2 separate regions of the Zea mays genome follow, and region 1 is linked to region 2. A link is a contact called in public Hi-C data. All regions are on one chromosome and are shown on one strand. The core of a region is the stretch at or near the end of the contact, and the rest is flanking DNA. Distances in the headings are between cores, read along the strand shown. Region 1 holds the start of LOC103638763. Region 2 holds the start of LOC100284102.

Region 1 (4,578 bases), core at 746-3,245, 240 kb after region 2:
CAATCGATATTTGCCTTACAATTCTGCACGACGCGATCTTTTGTGCGGCAACCTTACCTGCCGTTGCACAGCACAACCAGTACGGTATGCTGATATGGTAGCTCAGGTGTGTGTTTGTGGCGGCGCCGCGGCCCCGCTCGAGCCATCCATGCCGATGGATGCTTGTTGCATTGCTCACCCGGTGAGGGGCCTAGATCTCAGTGGGCCCTGCTTGCTGGTAGCTCGGACGGATACGCCAAAGACGAGTGGACCTGAGCCCACTCTTCTTTCGTGAACCTTTTTTTTACACCTTTGGCAATTGGCATGCTAATCCTTTCTATGTCTTGGCATGTTTTTTTTTCTCATGGAGAGGGAGGAGAGATGGACCATGGACCTCACATGTGAGCGATACAGATCGGTGTATATCACACGAATAGAAAGAAGTACAAGTCGGACCTGTTTGAACGGGCTGTGAGACACGAGTAGAAATTTGCGACCTATGCATGTGATTTTCGATTTTAGAGAATAGGACTAGTACATAACAAAATAAGTTTGAGTACCTAATTAAATAGGGAACAAGGTCGAGTACCTAACTAGGGGATTTACATGTTTCGAGAGTACTTAACGACATATAATCGAACAAGTTTGATTATAGAAGAAAAAAAAAACCGATATGTAAATCGACCGGCCAGCATTGATATACTACAATGGCAGGTCGTACTCGGCTCGATCGATTATTAATATTATTCAGCTTCGTGTACTACACATGTATACCGGCGACGCATGCACCGCCACGCGGATCAGATGTTGCATTGATGAGCCTGACGGTGGCTCGCCGTCGACAGATCTGGGTGCCACGAAAAGCCTGCGCCCTCGAGAATACGCCGGCGGCGATTCCGGCCTCTCGGTTCGACGTGCAGGTGCAGCTCAGCTGTCGTCAGGCCGCCGGGCCTGGGCGCCCTTTTTACATTTGGAGCACATCTTTGCACCAATCTAGCTAGCTACTGCAAATTCGTTTCCCTTGCGGTAATAACCTGCCACTACCACTACTGAAACACCTGCCGCCGGCGAGGCTCCTCGTCGCTGTGACGGCGTGTGTGCCGACGAACAAAGCATGGTCGTCGTCGATGATGCAGCACAAGAGATAGCAGTCGTGCAGAGTTCTAACTTCTAAGCCAAATCGATTGGATCCAACCTGAACGCGCACACGCAGCCAAACCAAAAGGCCGCACGCGTTTATTGAAGATGCATGGGATCTTTTGAGCCAAACCAAACTCCGTCTCAAAAATACACACTCATACTATTACTATCTAATATCTATCCACAAAATTGTCCCCGCGTCGCCGGCTCGGCTCGGCTCGGTTCGAGTTCGACGCGCGCGGGGCTGGCCTCTTTTGTCCTCCTCTCTCCCCCTCTGGCGGCTACGCTGCCGCCGTGCCATCATCACCGCCGCCGCCGAGCGGCTTGACGCTGGCGAGGAAGGACGGCTGCGCGCGGTCGCCGGGCATGAAGACGACGACCTTGGGCTCGCGGTCCAGCGGCGCGAGCGCCGCCCTCTCGTCGGCCGCCCCATCATCCCGCCGCCGCGAGGACGACGCCTTCTTGCGCGTGCAGATGAGCACGAGCAGAGCCGTCGCGATGACGCACATCATGAAGGCCAGGCCTAGGAAGACGTATGGGGTCGGCGTCTTCCATAGGCTCGGCGGGGCCCCGCCTGCGCCGCCCGTTAGCTTCGCCGAAACACCTCCACCATCTCTCCCCGGCCTCATCTTCTTCTTCTTCTCTCTCTCTCTCGCTCTCGCTCTTGCTTTTATGTGTACTAGCAGCGCAACGAAGAGACCTCTAGCTATTGCCTATTGGGCTATTGGCTTGTTTCTGGGATCTTCGGTGGAATGGAAATGATAATGGCGAATGAAGGAGAGAGCGGGAGGTATATATAGTGGCGGGGGGAGGTCAGCGGAGAAAGGAAACCACTTCCTGCTTGCTGTGCCGAGTTGGCTGCTGCATGCCCCAGCCCCCAGGTCAGGCGAGATGATCAGGTGCTGCGGGGTGTGTCATCATGGCCTCATAGTCGTAGTCATAGCTACCGCAGGCGCACGCTGCAGAAAGGAGTGAGAGGAGAATTGACTGGAGGGCGGGTGCAGATTAGCAGGGGGCGGCGCGGCGGGCGCCACCGGGTTTGCCGGTTTGGACGGAAGGTGAAACCGCTACGGGGCTAGCACCTGATCATCGGTGGTAGTTTAGATACTCTGTCCATTCACAATTACTAGAAAAGAAAACGCCCTATCAGGCAGGCGCGGGACATTTCACGCAAGTAGTGGAACAAGCTATTCCGTATGTTATAGACAGGGTGTGCCCAGTATTTGAAGGATGGGTATTCGAAATTCTAGTAGACATACTTTTTTAGGAGCCTAAAATTGTTATTCATGCTAGGAACATATATGTGTATGGGTGTGGATTAAATTTTGTCTCGTAGTTATAGATTTGCAAACCATATACTCGTGTCCCAACTCCCAATCCCTAGTCGCACGGTAGGAAAATGAAAAAGACCAGCAAAAAGCGAAGTTTGAGTCAAATAGCTTTAAAATGGTGTTATTTTATATTTTTACAATATTTCACTTCATAGATATAATATGTATACACATAAATTCTATTGCCAAAAAATAATGGGTATTCAATTAAATACCCTTGCTTCTACATGGGCTCGCCCCCGGTTATAGCGTATAGGACAACCATTTTGATGCGGCCACAAAATTAAAAGGTCGAGTACCTTAAGATTAGTACTAACAATAATCATATGTCAGAACAAATGATTGTTGTAACACAAATCACATTAAGTTGAGATAATGGGCTACAAAGTATTTTGAGGTACTAAACTGACCCAAGAGAAGAAATGATCTATTTCGTCAGAGGAAAGGCATCGCCTGAATATAGTAGGGAGAGGCATTAGGAAAATTTTCATTACACCATTAAGGCAGAGTTCTCTAATATGAGCTTCTCTGAGCGCTCTGTTTAGACTGCCGATTTCAGATCGAAGGGACGTGTTCTCTGCTGCAAGGGACTTCACTTGTGTACCCTACAACAAGGGGAGCAGAAGTATAAGACTGAAAATATGTTGTAAGAGGACAATATTCCAAGCCAGATTCCGTTGCCATGTTTCAGTATACTGCTTTTCATTGTGCAACTGTCAAACACACACCCGTTTTCTCAGCCTTAATCGTCTTGCAATCGATGAACCACAAAACATCTATTGCCTAAACATGGCAGGTTCTAAATAGAAATATCAAGATTTTAAGGGCGGAATTCTGCCAAAATTTTAAAAAATACCTACCGAAATTCAACCCTTCAGAATATCTTTTTTTTAACTGTCAGTTTGCAACCACTCCTATGCAATAACGGACGGGGCATACATACCTTGGCTGATAAGTCAGATGGTACTGCATTATGAGCTGGAAGCGTCACACCAGGTGGTGGAGGTATCGCTATGCATATCGCCCTCGAGTTAAAGACATTTGTAGCACTGGACTTAATTACTGGAGCTGGAAAGCAGTGATGTGGAAAAATGGTAGCATTTCCTAGGGTAAGGGTAGGAGCTAAAACCCATTTTGTGTTTTCCACATGTGGTGGTTTCTTCGCCTACGAATATATTTTGGTTAGCCATTTTCTTGCATGTTTTGGTGCACAGATATATGGAAACAATGCCAGATTGGCAACCATCTTCTTTTCAGTTGGAAATGATGAAACCCTTAACCCTAATCAAGGGTTAGGTGAGTTAGTGAGTATTATATAGAACAGTTAGGTGGACCAAGCTGATTCCAATTAGCTTTTGTGTAATGGAAGGAAAAGAAACCAAATGGAGAGTGAGTGGCAACAATCATCGACATAAAAATATATTGCTCTACTGATCAACATTAACATCTAATGTAGAAGCTAACTAAATGATCATTACAATGGAACCATAACTGAATGATTCCAAAAGCAAAAGGAAACATATACCAAATTATTCAATGCAAGAAAAATGGACCCCGGGCCATTTGGCTAAGTGATTTTGGTGTTTGATGATCAACATAACATGTGGACTAATGTGTTTGCTAGTGTTTATGTTTGTAGTTCACAGGATGCTAAAGTAAATTGGACTAAGGCATTAAGGAAGCAACACCTCAAAAGAAGACATTATGAAGACCATAGGTGAAGATCAACAAGTATCAAGCAAAGTCCAAGAAATGAAGAAAAGTGTTGCCACTAGCGGACCGTTTGGTGGCACATAGAACTATCCGGTGCACTAGCGAATAGTAGCCCAACGACTAGTTCTTGGTGGCACTGTGCAGTAGAGCCCGGACTGTCCGGTGAGACACCGAACTGTCCGGTGCAAGGCTGACAGCGCCAACGGTCACCTGATAGATCCAACGGCTAGTGGCACACCGGACTGTCTGGTGTGTCGCAGAGAGGTACAACTTTCCTCCAACGGCTATATTTGAATTAGGGGGCCTATATATACTTCAGCCAACCGACCATTTGAAGGTGTGGGAGCCCAAGCAACATACCAAGACATATTGTAGACATTTCCAAGTGCTCAAACACCCAAGTGCTTAATAGAAT
Region 2 (4,390 bases), core at 1,495-3,994:
TGGTTGGGGGTATTTATAACCCCAACCACCAAACTAGCCGTTTGGTGAAGGCTGCTGTCGACGGGCGCACCGGACAGTCCGGTGCGCCACCGGACAGTGTCCGGTGTGCCAGCCATGTCACCCGGCCGTTAGGGTTTGACCGTTGGAGCTCTGTCTTGTGGGCCCGCCTGGCTGTCCGGTGGCGCACCGGACAAGTCCTGTAGACTGTCCGGTGTGCCACCCGCGCGTGCTCTGACCTCTGCGCGCAGGCGCGCATTTAATGTGTTGCAGTCGACCGTTGCGCGCGAAGTAGCCGTTGCTCCGCTGGCTCACCGGATAGTCCGGTGTGCATCGGACATGTCCGGTGAATTTTAGCGGAGCGGAAATCCGAAGGTGGCGAGTTCAGAGTTGCTCTCCCTTGGGGCACCGGACACTGTCCGGTGGTACACCGGACAGTCCGGTGAATTATAGTGAATCGCCTCTGAGAGTTCCCGAAGGTGCGAAGTTTAGCTTGGAGTCCCCTGGTGCACCGGACACTGTCCGGTGGCACACCGGACAGTCCGGTGCGCCAGACCAGGGCACACTTTGGTTATCCCTTGCTCTTTTTGTTGAACCCTTTTCTTTGTCTTTTTATTGGCTTGTTGTGAACATTTGGCACCTGTAGAACTTATAGACTAGAGCAAACTAGTTAGTCCAATTATTTGTGTTGGGCATTTCAACCACCAAAATTAATTAGGAAAATAGGTGTAAGCCTAATACCCTTTCACCGGTCCCCTCACAAAAAATGCGACAAAGCCTCCAAGCGAGTACCAACACTCCCTTCGAGGCTCGGGGGCTACTATTGGGTACCTTAATTAGGGGTACCCCCAACACTCCTAAACACGGCTGGTAACCACCATCAGCGCAAGCGGCAGAGACTGATGGGCACGATTCAGGTCAAGGCTTCGTCTACTCAAGGGACGCGATCTCGCCTCGCCCGAGCCCAGCCTCGGGCGGGAACAGTAGTCGCAGATGACTTCTCGCCTCGCCCGAGGGCCTCCTCAAGCAACGGGCACACCCTCGACTCGCCCGAAGCCCAGCTCGGGCAGGCTTCGCAGTGAAGCAACCTTGGCCAGATCGCCTCACCAACCGACCGTATCACAGGCACATTCAATGCGAGGATCGCCTGACACCTTATCCTGACACACGTGCCTCAGTCGGCAAGGTCGAAGTGACCGCAATCACTTCGTCCTTCCACTGACCGACCTGACAGGAAAACAGCGTCGCTCGCCCCTCTCCGACTGCTGTGCCACCCGCCAGGGTGAGGCTAACAACAGCTAAGCTCAGCCTCAGGCGCAACAAGAAACTCCGCCTCGCCCGACCTTGGGCCTCGACCTCAGGAGGAGGTCTCCACCTCGCCCGACCCCAGGGCTCGGCCCCCGCCTCGGCCTCGAAAGATGGTCTTCGCCTCGCCCGACCACAGGGCTCGCCCTCAACCTCGGCCTCGGAAGGAGGACTCCGCCTCGCCCGACCCCAGGGCTCGGCCTCAACCTCGACCTCGGAAGGTGGTCTCCGCCTCGCCCGACCCAGGGCTCGGCCTCTACCTCGACCTCGGGAAGAATCACGTCCTCGCTCGACCCCGGCCTCGGCCTCAGGAGGAGTCTCCGCCTCGCCCGATCTTGGGCTCGGACCAACCGCACCATGGGGGATACATCATTACCCTACCCCTAGCTAGCTCAGGCTACGGGGAACAAGACCGGCGTCCCATCTGGCTCGCCCCGGTAATCGAGTAATGATGGCTCCCCGCGTGCGTCCGTGACGACGACGGTTCTCAACCCCCTACGGAAGCAAAGAGACGTCAGCAAGGTCCCAGCAGCCCCGACAGCTGTGCTTCTACAAGACTCGAGCGCTCCTCCGACGACCACGTTACCGCGTACAAAGGGCTTTAGCGCCCCTCCGACAGCCACGTTGGCATGTACACAGGGCTCATGCACCTCTTTGCCGGGCACGTTAGCGCATAGCTACACCCCCATTGTACACCTGGACCCTCTCCTTGCATCTATAAAAGGAAGGTCCAGGGCCTCCATGCGGGAGGGTCGCGCGGGAGAACGAGCCGACGAGCAGGCTCACCCTCTCTCTCGCGAACGCTTGTAACCCCTACTGCAAGCGCATCCCCCTGGCGCAGGATAACACGAGCCGCGTTTCTCCCCTTGTGTTTCATCTCGTGCCAACCTATCTGGGCTAGGACACGCAGCGACAATTTTACTCGTCGGTCCAGAGACCCCCGGGGTCGAAACGCCGACAGCCTGATATGCGAATTCGCTACCCAACCAAAGCGCAAAGCATCTATGTACACTGTGTAGTTTCAAAAGATTCCTCCGGTCTTGGCTGACCTCTCGAGCATCTATCTGTATTAACTTGAATCCATCCAGAAGGTGGAGGTTACTATAGAATAGAGTGGATCACCAGAGCTTTGTGTGGTTTCCCTTTAAGCCCCAACACCCGAAGTCTAAGCAGATCAGTCTGCGAAAGTGTGCTTGAGCCCAGTTGAGCTTTCTAAGTTCTCACGTGTGGATTGGAAGCGCGAATGCTAGCCCGTTGCATTGGTCGAATCGGGTTGGGTCAGATTTTTTCGGATGGATTGAGTCGGGTTGGTCGGGTGGCCCATGATGGGAGCATGTGACGGACGATTTGACTTGTTCATGTGAATGCAAACGGTACTGGAAGGCGTATTTAAAGTTTACGTAAACGCTTTAGGAAGGCGTCTTCTGGTGCGAGGAATGGCCAAATCCAACACCAACACACGAGACGGGGACGCCACGCCCGCGCCTCACACGGCAACGGACGGGACGCACCACCAGTCCACCGCCACCCCATCCAATCCCATCCCCACAACCGGGTGCCGCCGCCTTCTATGGCGGACTTCGGCGACGAGCTCTTTCTCGACGTCGGGGACGATGGTTTCGGAGACCTCTCCTACGTCTCCTTCTCCGAGTCCATCGAGTTGGATCTCGCCTGCCCACGCGACGTCTTTTCCGCGGGGTTTGATCCCGAAACCCTAACCCACATCCCGGGGTCCCCAATCTCCTTCGACTCCGACCCCGACCTCCGCCACCTCTCTCCCTCGCTGACCTGCTCCCCGCCCTTCTGGGGCTGCCTCGATGACGCCGCTAGCTTCGAGTGGGAGGAGATCGCGGACGCTGCCCTCGGCGTCGGCGGTGGCGCTGGCGGCGCCGGAGGGGGAGGACAAGGACTAGAAGGAGACGCCGATGCCGACGCCGACGTGTTCGGGTTCCTCGACGAGCGGGAGATGCTGGGCGTGATGGAGGGCATCGACAGCGGTGACGACGACTCGATCTTCTCCGATGAGCCTCCGTTTGACTTCGGCGATGGCGACACGGAGCTTGAAGGCATCTTCCGGAGCGGTGTCGGGTGGGAGCTGCTCCCGGTGCCTCTGGACGAGGACGAGTTCGAGGTGCTGCCGGGGCACGTCGTGGAAGTGGGCGGCGCCCCGCCGGCGGCGCTTGCAGTGGTGGAGCGGCTCCAGGTGGTGGCCGTCAGAGGCGAGGAGGTTGTGCAGGAGTGCGCTGTTTGCAAGGAAGGGATGGAACAGGGGGAGCTCACCACTGGGCTGCCGTGTGGGCATTTCTACCACGGGGCGTGCATTGGTCCATGGCTTGCCATCCGGAACACGTGCCCGGTGTGCCGGTATGAGCTGCCTACTGATGACCCTGAGTATGAGAAGCGGAGGACGAGGCGCCATTCTGCTGGTGGTTCAACACCACAGTTGGGTGCACCGATGCAGGTTTGAGCTAGGGCTGATTGGTGCTATGTCTTGGATGCAATTCCATCATTCCACGGAAGTTAGAAACCTCACTCATTGAATTGGCGCTAGGATGTTTACATGCCAGTAGAATTATACTTCTATGATCTTGATTTTTTCAGGATTTAGCTTTTGTGCTCGAGAGTTGAATGGTAAGAACAATTATCTTAACAATTTGTACATACATCTTGTTTCAATCAAATTCTTCCTTGCTTTTCAGAGGGTATAGTTACTACCATATTTGTACTGCTGGGCTAATACTTTGTTTGGCATTCAACGTAATTACAGAATCAACATTGTAAATGCTTGTTTTCTGTGCTTGGGAACTCAATTTAGTCATCCCAGTCCATTGGCGTGAACCAGTTTTGATGTGCTTTGAAAAGTAACTTATCAAGTGAAGTATGCCAAGACTGTTTAGCAGTTGATTATTGTTTACAAATTTTAAGTAGTTCATGCAAATGGTGCACTTGATTTTGATCATGATTGTCTTTTGTATGTTATGTAACTAGCATGTCGCACAATGTTCACAATGGATATCTCGAAATACTGGACAAAAACAATCTTGTTAGAATATGAGATTGTTCTTCTCTAATATGCTATTTAGGGTTG

Evidence for each region. Hi-C and Micro-C count contacts between places; a contact is called where the count stands out from the background.
Region 1: a contact with region 2 is called in a Hi-C map of bundle sheath, with 4 times the contacts expected there. The contact joins the promoter of LOC103638763 here to the promoter of LOC100284102 in region 2. A contact is called at or near these places in 7 of 25 Hi-C or Micro-C datasets (bundle sheath, ear, endosperm and 3 more).

What each region holds. Positions count from the first base shown.
Region 1 is chr9:103,291,726-103,296,303 of Zm-B73-REFERENCE-NAM-5.0, forward strand. LOC103638763 reads right to left here and starts at 1,996. Exons shown (of 1, transcript XM_008661582.4): 1 at 1,164-1,996. The coding sequence starts at 1,748. The coding sequence ends at 1,401.
Region 2 is chr9:103,048,581-103,052,970 of Zm-B73-REFERENCE-NAM-5.0, forward strand. It overlaps LOC100284102, which reads left to right and starts at 2,745. Exons shown (of 1, transcript NM_001157000.2): 1 at 2,745-4,000. The coding sequence starts at 2,873. The coding sequence ends at 3,769.